Regions from separate parts of the Oryza sativa genome. Here region 2 is linked to region 1. The links are chromatin contacts, called in public ChIA-PET maps. All regions are on one chromosome and are shown on one strand. Each heading gives the region's core, a stretch centred on a gene start, on an enhancer-like site or on the middle of the called end of the contact. The rest is flanking DNA. Distances are from core to core; before and after follow the strand shown.

Region 1 (5,935 bases), core at 2,100-4,599:
GCTTGCTGATAAGGAAATCCGTCGGGATGAAAGTGCAGCAATTTTCTCCTTAAGGTCAGCCTTTTCTTTCTGATATAAAAGAGTTGAATACTCTTCCACATCAATGCTTGATGCCATGTTAAACAACGGGTTGAGGCTTTTTGCAAATCTTTTCATTTCTTCATGTTCCACGATTGACAAGGGATATCCATGCAAAACTATCATTCTAATTAGCTCTTGATAAGATGTTTCCTGATCAAATTTACTGGTGCTTACATCTGGAGCAGCATGAGTAGATGAGGTATTTTGTTCTTTGGTCATGTTGTCTCGTGCTGGCAAAGCTAGAATGTGCTGGCTCTGGGGAGTTTTGTCAACTGAGCTATTAACCTTGAGAAGTTTGCTAGCATACTCTGCAATCTGAACTTTACCGTTTGTCAAGGCAGGTGAAAGCTCATCCTGAACCCCAGATTTAAAACTTGGTGCACTGGAGGGAGAAAACGGACTCTTATGATTTATTCCAGTTTCTCCTCGTGCCGGACAAGTCTGAGTATGCCGGTTCAAATGGCTTCTACCTTTATCTGCACTAAGTCGCTTGTGGCAATGGAGACATTCAGCACCCTGGATTCTCCCCTCAACATATACAGGCGTAAACTCCTCCCACACCTTTGATCTGAACCTGCTGTTGTCACTGTGACTTGCCAATTTTATATCATCAAGTGAATCTGGATGAATTTGATCCACCGGATTAATATCATTCATCACTATTATGTATAAAGCATGGATAGTTTAGTCAGAATACACATAAAGATGAAAGATATGCAACTTGGCCGAAAAAAAAAAAAACAAAAGGATGCTTCCACCATAATTACAGCCACAGACAGATAAAATAATATACAGCAGAGAAGTTTAAAAATTCCCATGGCATTGACAGAAGAAGAAAAATACTAGAAATTCCCACAGGGGGAACATCTAATCCTAAAATAAACCAAGTAACTTGCAGCTTTTCAACCACCTTGGTAGCAGCCATTCTACTCTTGCTAAACTAAATGGGCAATCGTATCACTCATCTTGCCAGAAAAAGAGTTATTCTATGAGCAATGCAGACCAGCAGGGTGACGGAGATGAAAAAAATTTAAGGTTTTGAGGTAAATTAGTAAATTATTTGTAACTTATAGCTTACTCTGATGCTCTTAGTATTGTGACGGTATAGTTTAGATTTAAAATTTTTAACACACTATTTTTTGCAAACAATGCTCCTGGCCAGGGTTGCTGGTAACCACCAGTTACCAGCAGTTTCCAGTAAGGACCTGAACCCTGATTAACATATCTATATAATTCCTTATGTGATCTTCTTAATCATGGAAAATCATCAGCTAAAGCCTAGCCCATTCTGTCAGCTCCTCTGATAGGGGATCAAAATATTAATAAAATATTGTCATTGTTTTAAGAAATAACAAAATATATACCACCTAAGTGGGAATGCCCTATAATTCCTATCATTGATTTAACCAACAAGCTAATATACAGCACCTAAAAGGCAATGCCCTCAACTATTGTCATTGTTAAAATGTCCCTAATCATTATCATCATTGCCTAAAGTAGGTTAAAGTTTGAATGCTTTATACAAGGGTACCATAATAAGTTGATGATCATCCAAAACTCTCTCAACGACTATAAAACAGTACAAAATTTACACACTGTCAAATCAACTAATACACCGATGCAGATGCCAATTAAACTGAAGATGATCCCCAAGGGAAACAAAGCAAGCATACCATATGGGAAACCAGTATCATGTAACTGAGCCAGATCCAAGTCCTCTTTCGCCCGGCAAATTTTCTGATGCCGCCACAAATGACTCGTTCCATTGGAATGTCCATCAGAACCTTTGCAACTCATCAGAATATGGCAGTAGCGGCATTCCGCGCTTTGAACCACTCCGTTTACATAGATAGGCTTGTACTCATCCCACACCTTGGACCTTTTCTTAGTTCTCGCTCTGAAGGCAACGTGAGCTTCATCTGACGCCACCCCTGACGGCAACTCGTCACTGTCATGATCATCCATGGGATCCATAACTGCCTACAAAGATACACCACAATCATATTATTTTTACAGTATGTGGTTAAACAAAACACAGGAAAAGTACAACAAAGCTAAGATAAGATCATACGTAAATGATTATGAAGCATGCAGCAAGCTTAACACAACAGGCAACCTCAACTACAGTCTACAGAGAGAAGTCCCAACAAGAGATGATACGACTACGATTTTGTGCAAATTAGCAGTGCTTGCGAGCTTCAACCACAATTTACAGGGGCAAGGCCACACGGGAGTTCAACTGAACATCTGGACCCCAAATTTTTTTCGGAAACAAACTGCTCTTAGGCCAGTCACAATGGCTAGTGTCATTGCACGGCTACCCAAAATATTATACCATCTTCTCTCAAATGAAATCTTTTATGAAACAATCCCCACAGTGGAGGGGTTTCACTTTGACGTTTCCAAGACTAAGCAAAGCATTTAATTGATACAAGTTGCTGGGATCATTTGTACCCAAAATCCGGCGCGGCGCGGGAGAATGCGGAGGTCGCACGGCGGAGGCGGACGCAAGAGATCCGGTGAATGAAACGAATCGGCCTCAACGGGGGTTTCACTCTGTTACCGAGGACTTGGAAACGACGCTGACGAGTTTCACCAGGATGAAACTCTTTCCTTCTCTCTCATCCCCATTTCATGCAAATAATCATTTTTTATTCAGTCTTACCCCTATTAAATGTGCATGACACACCAGTGAAACCCCCATTGTGACTGGCCTTAGTTCTGCACCGCTCATCAACGAATTGGAGCGGAAGAGATGAATCCAAATCCTGACAGATCTACAGTCTACGCCACACAGGCACACACCGCTCGCGAAGCGCTGTGGAGGAGTAGGAGGATGGAGGAGCTACGAGAGAAAGAGCGAATACCTCCAATTCGAGCCGAACCGAGACGGAGGCCGGTGGAGCGAGGCCGGCCGCGTCGTCGGGGCCCCTCCCTCCTTCCACCTACCTGCTCGCCGGCCGCGCGTGGTCGGTCCGGCAAGTAAAGGAAGGCCGGTCCAACGCCGCGCACACAAAGCTCTTCGCCGGCGGGCGGGGTGGCGCTTGCGAGGCGGCGAGGCGGCGGGGAGATGGCCGGCGGCGCGTCCGCCGGAAGCAGAGGAGAGAGAGGGGGATGGAGACTGGAGAGAAGCGGAGGCGGGTTGAGATCCTCTCCAGTGCTTAGCTTCACTGCAAATTGAGCGGTCGCGCTCATCACCGTTGGATTGAAAATGAACGGTGCAGATCGCCCAAGATCACTTTGCCGAGCTGCTGTAGCAGTAATTAGGAAAACGCCTGTTAGCCAAAGTCTCTTAACGGTTCATGAACTTGACGGATTTCGATCAATCTAGAGCTGTGGGTCAAAATGCGCGTCTCGTTCAAAATTTGTCGAAATTCATTCGAAATTATGTGTTAAAATTAGTTCGAAATTAGTGGAAAAAAAAAACAAATCTCACTAGGCAATTGGGATTGTAAAGCCGGGTCTCAACCATTCAAATTTCAATTCCTTTTTTCTCTAGGAAATTAAATTTCATTCCCTTTTTTTTGCGAGGAATTCAACAATTCGGAGGCCGAGTTATACAAAAAGGCTAATTACAGTATATTGAGATTGAAACAAACTAGGACAGATATTGAGAAGTATCCATTGTCATGGATTAATAAGGATCTAACCGCATTATGTTTTGTTCATGGTAATTTGTTATACTCCACTATAGCATAAACTGAAGCTCCAAAAACCTGCTTGAGCATTCCACTTCAGTCAACTTGCATACATAGCTCATTTCTGCACAACAGATCAGCAGCAGTTCTAAAACGTATGGAGTGACTGAACCCAGACACCATTGATTGGAGACAATAAACCAGTCCCGAGTACCGACTGATGTAAGATGAAATTTAAAAATGCTAAGAACAATTTTGCGGAAATCAACTAGAACATGCAAACTGAAATTATCGAGAGTAACCATGAAAACATTATGGAGAGAAGTCATAATGAAGGGCTGGCTTTTTTATTGCAGTGAACCGTTACTTTTCAAGACATGATAATTGCAAACTGTTTTGCAAACTGTTTTCTTTGCTTCACAGGGCTAGAATAAACTGTATCACCTTCGGAATGTTCTTATACCCTTACAACTATACCAAAAGAGAGTGACAATATTAACACAGGCTGCGGAGTGAATGCAATTAGACAGAAATATGTGCGTACGATTGCTCGATGTCTCGATGTATCTGAGAACGAGACTGTAAAAGAACTATATCAGGTGCAAGTAACTCCTATCCACAACTGTTCAAGTTCCTTCCACTAAGCCCAAGAATTTGCTAGTCTAGTTGATGTAGTGATGGACACCTGGTACAGTAAACATAGATAATCAGCCAAGTAAAAGAAGCAAAGCACCGCAAGGCAGTCTGATGATGCATATACGTAGTGTAATAACAAGATGAAGCAATTGGTGAACATTGAACAATACATGAAAAAGAAACTTTGTTGGCACTACATGTGCTGCAAAGAATAAAATAGAGGAACCAGGGAAATATATTGCCTACTCTTTGCTAGCAATCAGTCCTTCTCGGTCAATAAATCTACGCCCACCAAAAGGAACTTCTATAACGATTTTTCATGAATCTGGGGTTAATGTTATAACACATGAATTCTAGATACTTCCATCCCTCCAGGCAATTTAATATTGAAGTACTACAGTAAGCACAATTAAAATCTTCGATAGTTCAAGACTCAGGATAATGCTTCAAGATCAGGACAACAAGTAGCTTAATACAGTTTGTCTACACTTTACAATGTCAGGCAAGTTCTCAGTCAATCGCCATCAGCAGTATGACAAATGCATCTGTTCAAAAACTGTCTTTCATGAAAAACTACTAGTTTATGAATTAATACCACAAGGCTTAAGGATAACTTTGTAAAGCATTTGGAAACCCATGATACCCACTTAAAATTCCAATTGGCATAAATAACCGAAATGCATAGCATCCACATTATTTTTAATGTGTAGAAGGATGAGTGATCATCACCTCAAGTTGAACAAATGCTTATTCACAAATGAGAAACAAAATTGCCCATGCTACACAGTGCAGTTAGAAGCCATTCTCAAACAAGAGTGGTACCCTATCAAATAACACCAAAACTGTTTTGCAGAAGTGATAATGTAGGCGTGTAGCATGGCATCAGGCATACATGGTGATGTCATGTTCCATGCATTGTAATTCCTACCACCAAAACTACAGAGTTTGGGAACTCATGTGTCCTACTTCCATCAAGCAGATAAACACAACAATGAAATGGCGAGACTATCCTAGAAGGGATGATTACACACAAGGTATGATCTATAGACAAAATCATCAGTGCCATGTATACAGCAGTACTCAACAGTCGTGCAGAAACATCAATGCACAAAAGATACAGAGTATCATAATCAATCCATGATTTCCATGTCCAGAAATGTTTACCTAGTCAGTGAACATAGGTCACAGCCAGAACTGCAAACTAAGCTGCCGTAGCTGGGATGTTGTAGCGGCTGCGCAGTCCATCAATAGCTCTGTCTGCCGACTTCGCCATCTCAGGGATAGTCACCTTGCACACTGACCATCACCGGAAAGTTAGAGCACAACACATGAACACAATGCTTAACTGACTTGAGCAACATGTGGATCTGAACTAAAAATCAAGCGAACATAGCAATGTATCTTCTCCACGCCGTACCACGAGATGTAGAAGCCTGCACCTCCGCCACAAACTTCTTGTACGAGGCCTGGGGTTCACAGGAAGCATCAGAAATTCAGAATATTAACCAAAGTGCGGTCAAATTGGATGCAAACCGTAGAGAACATAGTGATCTAGGGTACCTTCACTGCCTCAGCATGCT
Region 2 (5,935 bases), core at 1,356-3,855, 42 kb before region 1:
CCTTCTCAACTATTTTATAAAACCTTGTTTAGCAAATGAACTAAATTTCTATATATTCTTTCTTCCCCACACACATTTTCTCTCTCATCAACTTACAACTAAATTTTGGAGACAAAAAAAGTGTGCAAAACATAGGTGCAAATGTAGTATGACAAAAAAAACATTGGAGGATGAAGTTGCAAACCTTTTAGGCACCTCCGATTTGTATGTAATCACCAAAATAAATTCAATAGAAATTTTGGCATGACCTCCCCTCTTTTTTGAAGAAATTTTAAAGCTTGCTCGGGCAGCTGGAGGAGGAAGAAGACATATATATAGGGGTGGGACTTTAGTCTCGGTTGGTAGCACCAACCGGGGCTAAAGATCACCGGGATCTTACCAACCGGGACTAAAGTTACGATCTACCAACCGGGACTAAAGATCCCGGGGGGGCCTGACAGGCCCTGACAGCATTCGAACCGGGATTAAAGATGAGTAACACAAACTGGGACTAAAGATCAAATATGCCCGTTACCCTTTTGAACCGGGACTAAAGATCATCTTTAGCCCCGGTTTTTATTGCATCCGGGACTATTGTGGAAATCGGCCGACCGACGAAAGATGGAAGAAGCAACTTTCATCGGGGTGATGAGGCGTCAGACCAGCTGCCGGATTGCTTCAGGGAACTTGGCGGCGATGAGGATTATGGCGCAGGCTACGGATTGGACGTCGTCTTCGGCAGTGGTGGTGTAGCTGGCGTCTGAGCGCAGAGAAGTGGAAGAACCCACCGAAGAATTTAGATTCGGCGCCAGCTCTCGCCGTTTAGCCAAAGTAAATGGCAACGGCGGAGAGCATGCGACGAGCTAGGTGGAGGATTGGTGAAAGATGCAGCTTCCGCTTCACGGCTTTGGTTGCCATGGCCGGATCCATAGGATGGCTTAATATAGCCGCCAGCTGAACTCCACCTCTCCACCAAATCTGGCAATGGCGCCTCCTTGGACATGGGAAGGGACGCGAATCTCCACCACTATTAATTCGGCACGAGAGCTCATCAGGATCAGCAGGCGCACGCAGCGAAAGCTGATGCAGAGCCGGCTGGAATCGACGCCGATGCCCACGCCGACTGCGGCGCTCGTCTTTCTCCGCCTCCAATGCGCGATGGAGGCAGAGATTCGGTCAAGCTGAGTACTCCGATGCGCCTACCAACCATGCTTGCCCGAGCCGTCGACGTCGATCGTGTGGTCTGCCGCTACAGATCTGGAGCCGCCTCCTCGACCGCCGGTAGCTGTAGTGCTTGGAGGAGAAAGGAGGAGACTCGGCAATATCCAATGGACAAAGCAATGCACGCATGCTCGACAGAAGAAGACGATGGACTAACACCCATACATGCCATCATACGTCCGGTGGGCTTCTACGGTACTTTAACAAGCCAGCCCAAAACGCGCTACAGTAGTTTTTGCGCACCATAATTTCAGCCCATCAGAATCATCGCATCGAACGCACCCCTAATAATTCAGGTCAGGTGATGGCTGCTGTCCGATTCCTGAATCATATTATTATCACTTTGTCGGATGAAGAAATGACTAAAATAAGATCGATCGGTGGCTAGGTCTTTCAGTCCTCCGGATTGCTTATGGTATGGTTGGTGGTGAGATTATGATTCGATGATCCCGTACCCCCGAAGGGCTTGTATTTATATACCTCTAAGTAGAACTCAGAGAGGGCTTCACATATATAAGATCATAAAGTTGGCATCCCCTCCGAATAGGATTCTAACACCTTTGAATTCTATTCAAGGGGACAGTTTCTTTCTACATTGGTCAAATTCCTCACTATTAAGACAACCTTGCCGTATACTTTGTATACTGTGTAACCCCAAGGATAGATGGTATATATCTTATCCATAAACCTAATACCCCTTATTTTTTTTTGCTTGTCATCCAAAAAGTCATCAGAAAATTTAAAATAATTTAACAAGAGAGATCAATATATGACATATCTTTCCACAAACATGTAAGTTAAAATTTAATTTATACGAGTAGAAACAAAAATAGAAGTTCTGACTTTGAAGAGAACACATAATTCACAACAGTCAAATTTGTTATTTTTTTTTTCTAATTATATAGGTCGAATTTTAACTTGTATGTTTATGAAGTGGCATATTACATATTAAATTATATTATCAATTTATTTCAAATTCTAAATTTTCATCATCTTATTGCGTAGCTCGATCGATTGCTGCAATCGGTTTATCAGCTGTAGCCAAAATTTAAAATTTAATTTTAATTATATTTTGATGTTTTTCATCGTAATTTATATTTTGATGGTATTCAATTTTGTTGTCATGCATGTTCCTAGGATTGTTGTCATGCATACTTGTATTAAACAGAGGGGCGATCGAGAATTTTACTCGGTCACAGGCTCTCCGACATGTGATTCCTGAACCAATCATTTTGTTTTCTAAAGTCTGAACTACTTGGTTATTGTACCTGAATTACTGTATGCTTCAATAATTTAGGGAAAATAGATCCTCTTACTTACTGGGCCTGGTCGGTAGGCCTGCCTGGCTGCAGCCAGCCAGCCAACAGCCGGTCTAGTCGCTGTAGGGGCCCAACAGTCGCTACAGGATATGGAAACGATAAGGAGCGATGCAGCCGCTGCAGCCGAACGGCTGGGCTGTGCAGCGCAGCCTAGACAGCTGCGAAAACGGGCTGCCAAATAGGCCCACTGTCATTTGATTTTAAGTGGTTCATACGTGGGCTCCACAGCTTATAAGCCCACAGATGAGCAACCTATGTCATTTGATTTTGAGTGGTTCATATGTGGGCTCCACAGCTCATAAGCCCACAGATCAGCAACCTATGTCAAAGATCAGTAAATCACGTACTCCTTCCGTCCAAAAAAAAAAGGGTAAACTCTAGCTATGAATCGGGACATGCATCGTAGCTAGAGTTTACCTTTTTTTTTTTTTTTGAATGAAGAGAGTAGGCCTGAGGCCAAAACAGGAGTATAATACTAGTGTGTTTTCAAGGATTTTTTTTCCCTTCTGGTTATGCTGCATAGGTGACATCATGATAAGAATCCCTGGAGACCTCACCATTGTTACTATAGTTGGTTTTGACCACTTTGCTGTTGAATGCTTTAGTTGATTCGATGTTGGGGCAGTACGCTTTGCTTTAGCCCTCGAGGTATTTGAGGCCAGTACCCCTCCCTCTCGAATCACCTACAGCAGTAAAAAGGAAAAATGAAAAGGTAAATATGGGTTGGCAACATGAAACTATCTTCTGAAATTGTCCTTAGTCGGTGCAATGCTACACTTTGTTTGATTCTTAAACTGTCTTCTGACATAAAAGGAATTTGACAGCCAAACGACTGCATTATATAATTGACATAGCTTAAAATCTAGAGGGCTCTGAAACTCATGAACAAAACAGATAATTATTTTAGTGCTGAAACTTAGCTATCCAAGGCTAATCTTGTGTGTTCAAAGTCAGCGCCAAAAAAAGCAGTTACATGTAAATTATTTTTTAAATTTGTTTTCATGTGTGCTGTTACATGTAAATTGTTGTTTAATCACTAACTTTAGAGAAAAAAGAAGCAGTGCGTATATATAGTAACGAGTTTATACATAATAATGCTGAACAGGAATCGAACAGCGAATAAATCAGTCTATTCATATAACTCAAAACAAAGTCTGAAAAGTATAAGATTAATGTACAAGATTCAATGATGTTAATCAAACAGGCATATCACATATTTACATCCCAGGTGACCATCAAGCATGTTATGTAAAGGCAAGCCATCAAGACTGCACATTGTTATGTCACGAAAGCAACTAATCACAAACAAGCAGGAACTAAATAATCTTCTTTTTTTAGGTGAAGTGATGCGTACATCCTTACAAAATTAAATATGGTTTGAATCTGAAAATTACATCCTTGCTTTCTGGATTCATCCTACTCAGATTCACTGCATCTGCATCTCCTTTTCACTGCATCCACATCAGGGGAAAGAATCAAGAACTCACCTGTGTAGAGGTTGATGGGATTGAAGCAGAAGCTGGTCTAGCACCACCCACAGAAATTGACAGAACAGGTGGAGTTGGTGCGACGAGCAACGATGAGTGCGCTGCTATGACCGACGATGACCACGAAGATCCCTTGGAGGGCGCATTGGAAGCGGCAGTGATGGCGGAGGTCTGCGAGATCACTAGGAACGGCGGCGGAGGCGGAGGCGGCGGTGAAGGCGGCGGCGGAGGCGGCGGAGGAGGAGGCGGTGGAGGAGGCGGCATCGAATCCATGGCGGCAGCGGCTAGGGTTCAAGCCGCAACAGCGACGAACTTCTTCGTTCCCCTCCTCTTTGACTCCTCGTTCCTCCTCTTTCTGATGCTCGATGTGGGCTGTGGTGGCGCCGCCGTACGTGGTGGACTCGCCGCATCAGCCCACTTACTCCTAAGTGGTTTGGCCTAAGTGGGTAAGTGGGTAAGTGGTGCGGGCCTGTCCAGCGGCTGCATCAGCCCACGCACGCCACTGCCAGCCTTAGTTATGCGTGTTCTGCTGTGTGCTCTCGATGCTAGTTGAGATAATAATTTTTGTTTGCTGCCTACGGCCACATATAGTGGAGAAGGTTTGTGTGAATTGAATTAAGTCCTATAAAATCCGTGCAATCCAAAAGATCCTTGGTAAAATTTACAAGTTCATCAGTCTCTGAAAATCTTTAAAAAATAATTACTCCCATGACCCATTAGAGGATAACCATGGGAAGCGATTCGCCCTTACGTGAATTGGGTCCTATATATGAATAAGAAAGCTTGAACAAGGAAAGTGATTGATCGACGTCCCGTTTGATTTATTCATCACATAAGTGGACAATTAATTCTTTGATTTTGCCTTTGATTTTTTTAGTGACGTCATGCATGTGCCTTGATGGAGAGCACGTTTGCTATGCATTTATGCGGCACACACCTCGTCGTGTACTACATACGTGACAATAATTGTTATCTACGCATTTTGTTTTATCATGTATGACGTCACTAAATCATTTATTATATTTATTTTAGTGGAGTAATATAGTACTAACTGTTGGGATTTTTTTTCTTACCATGCTACCCAAAATAAGAATGTGATATATTATCATAGTATAATGAATCTGGATAGGATATATCCTATCCCCTTTTACGTTGAATTATTTTGGGACGGATGATGTTATGAAGTCATACGAATTACATACATTTCTGTTGCTCAATCTTACAAATGATAGTTATTTGTTTTGCTTTTAAAGTAACCAATGATGCACTCGTGTTACCAAAATATTGGTTTTGGTATCACCAATATGGCTGCGTTTGAGAGGAGGGTTTCCAAACAAAATATATATTATTGCATGATTAATTAAGTATTAACTAATTTTTTTTAAAAAAATAGATTAATATGATTTTTTAAAACAACTTTCATATAGAAATTTTTTAATAAAAAAATACACTGTTTAACAGATTGAAAAACGTGCGCGTAAAAAACGAGAGAGGTGAGTTGGGAAAACTTAGAGGAGAACACAGCCATATATCATCATGATAGTATGATACCAAACTAAACCAGCCCTGAACCAATCGATGAATATGGTGATATAATTATATTTCGATTCAGGTAGATATACTACAATCTTTTGTTTTGGACGGTTGGACACAAGGAAGAAAATAGGATGTCATGCGATGCGATGCGAGCGTGCCGTGGGGCGTACGGTCGCGCGGGGGGTCTTTGGGTTGGCAGTTGGTGACTTGGTGGATGGATGCATGCAGCGTCGACGCGGGCGGTGGCGTGCGCGGGAGGGCCGTGCGAATGCCAAACCAAGTTGCGGTTGATCTGGGAGTACCACACACGAACAAGGAAAGTGACTTGCAAGGCGGCAGATAGAATAATCAGAGAACGAGAGTATTAAGGTCCTGTTTGGCACAGCTCCAGCT

What was found. ChIA-PET counts read pairs in DNA pulled down with a chosen protein or histone mark.
Region 2: a contact with region 1 is called in an H3K9ac ChIA-PET map of seedling, with 7 times the contacts expected there. The contact joins the enhancer-like site here to the promoter of LOC9269609 in region 1. A contact is called at or near these places in 10 of 15 Hi-C or Micro-C datasets (leaf, leaf mesophyll, panicle and 2 more) and 4 of 4 datasets of contacts at active chromatin or transcription factors (leaf and seedling).

Annotation. Positions count from the first base shown.
Region 1 is chr8:4,759,524-4,765,458 of ASM3414082v1, reverse strand. LOC9269609 (zinc finger BED domain-containing protein RICESLEEPER 2-like) reads right to left here and starts at 3,349. Exons shown (of 4, transcript XM_015795527.3): 1 at 2,949-3,349; 2 at 1,755-2,061; 3 at 1-740. The coding sequence starts at 2,055. It overlaps LOC107276542 (increased rDNA silencing protein 4), which reads right to left. Exons shown (of 5, transcript XM_015793421.3): 2 at 5,916-5,935; 3 at 5,773-5,821; 4 at 5,520-5,651; 5 at 4,048-4,404. The coding sequence ends at 5,557.
Region 2 is chr8:4,800,866-4,806,800 of ASM3414082v1, reverse strand. No RefSeq gene overlaps it. Among protein-coding and RNA genes, the nearest start is that of LOC136351418, 9.7 kb to the right of the region's middle. Within about 2 kb of position 2,605, at least 12 of the 15 cell types and tissues checked have open chromatin away from gene starts, as enhancers often do. A contact at or near this core is called in leaf, panicle and seedling, where this site is marked.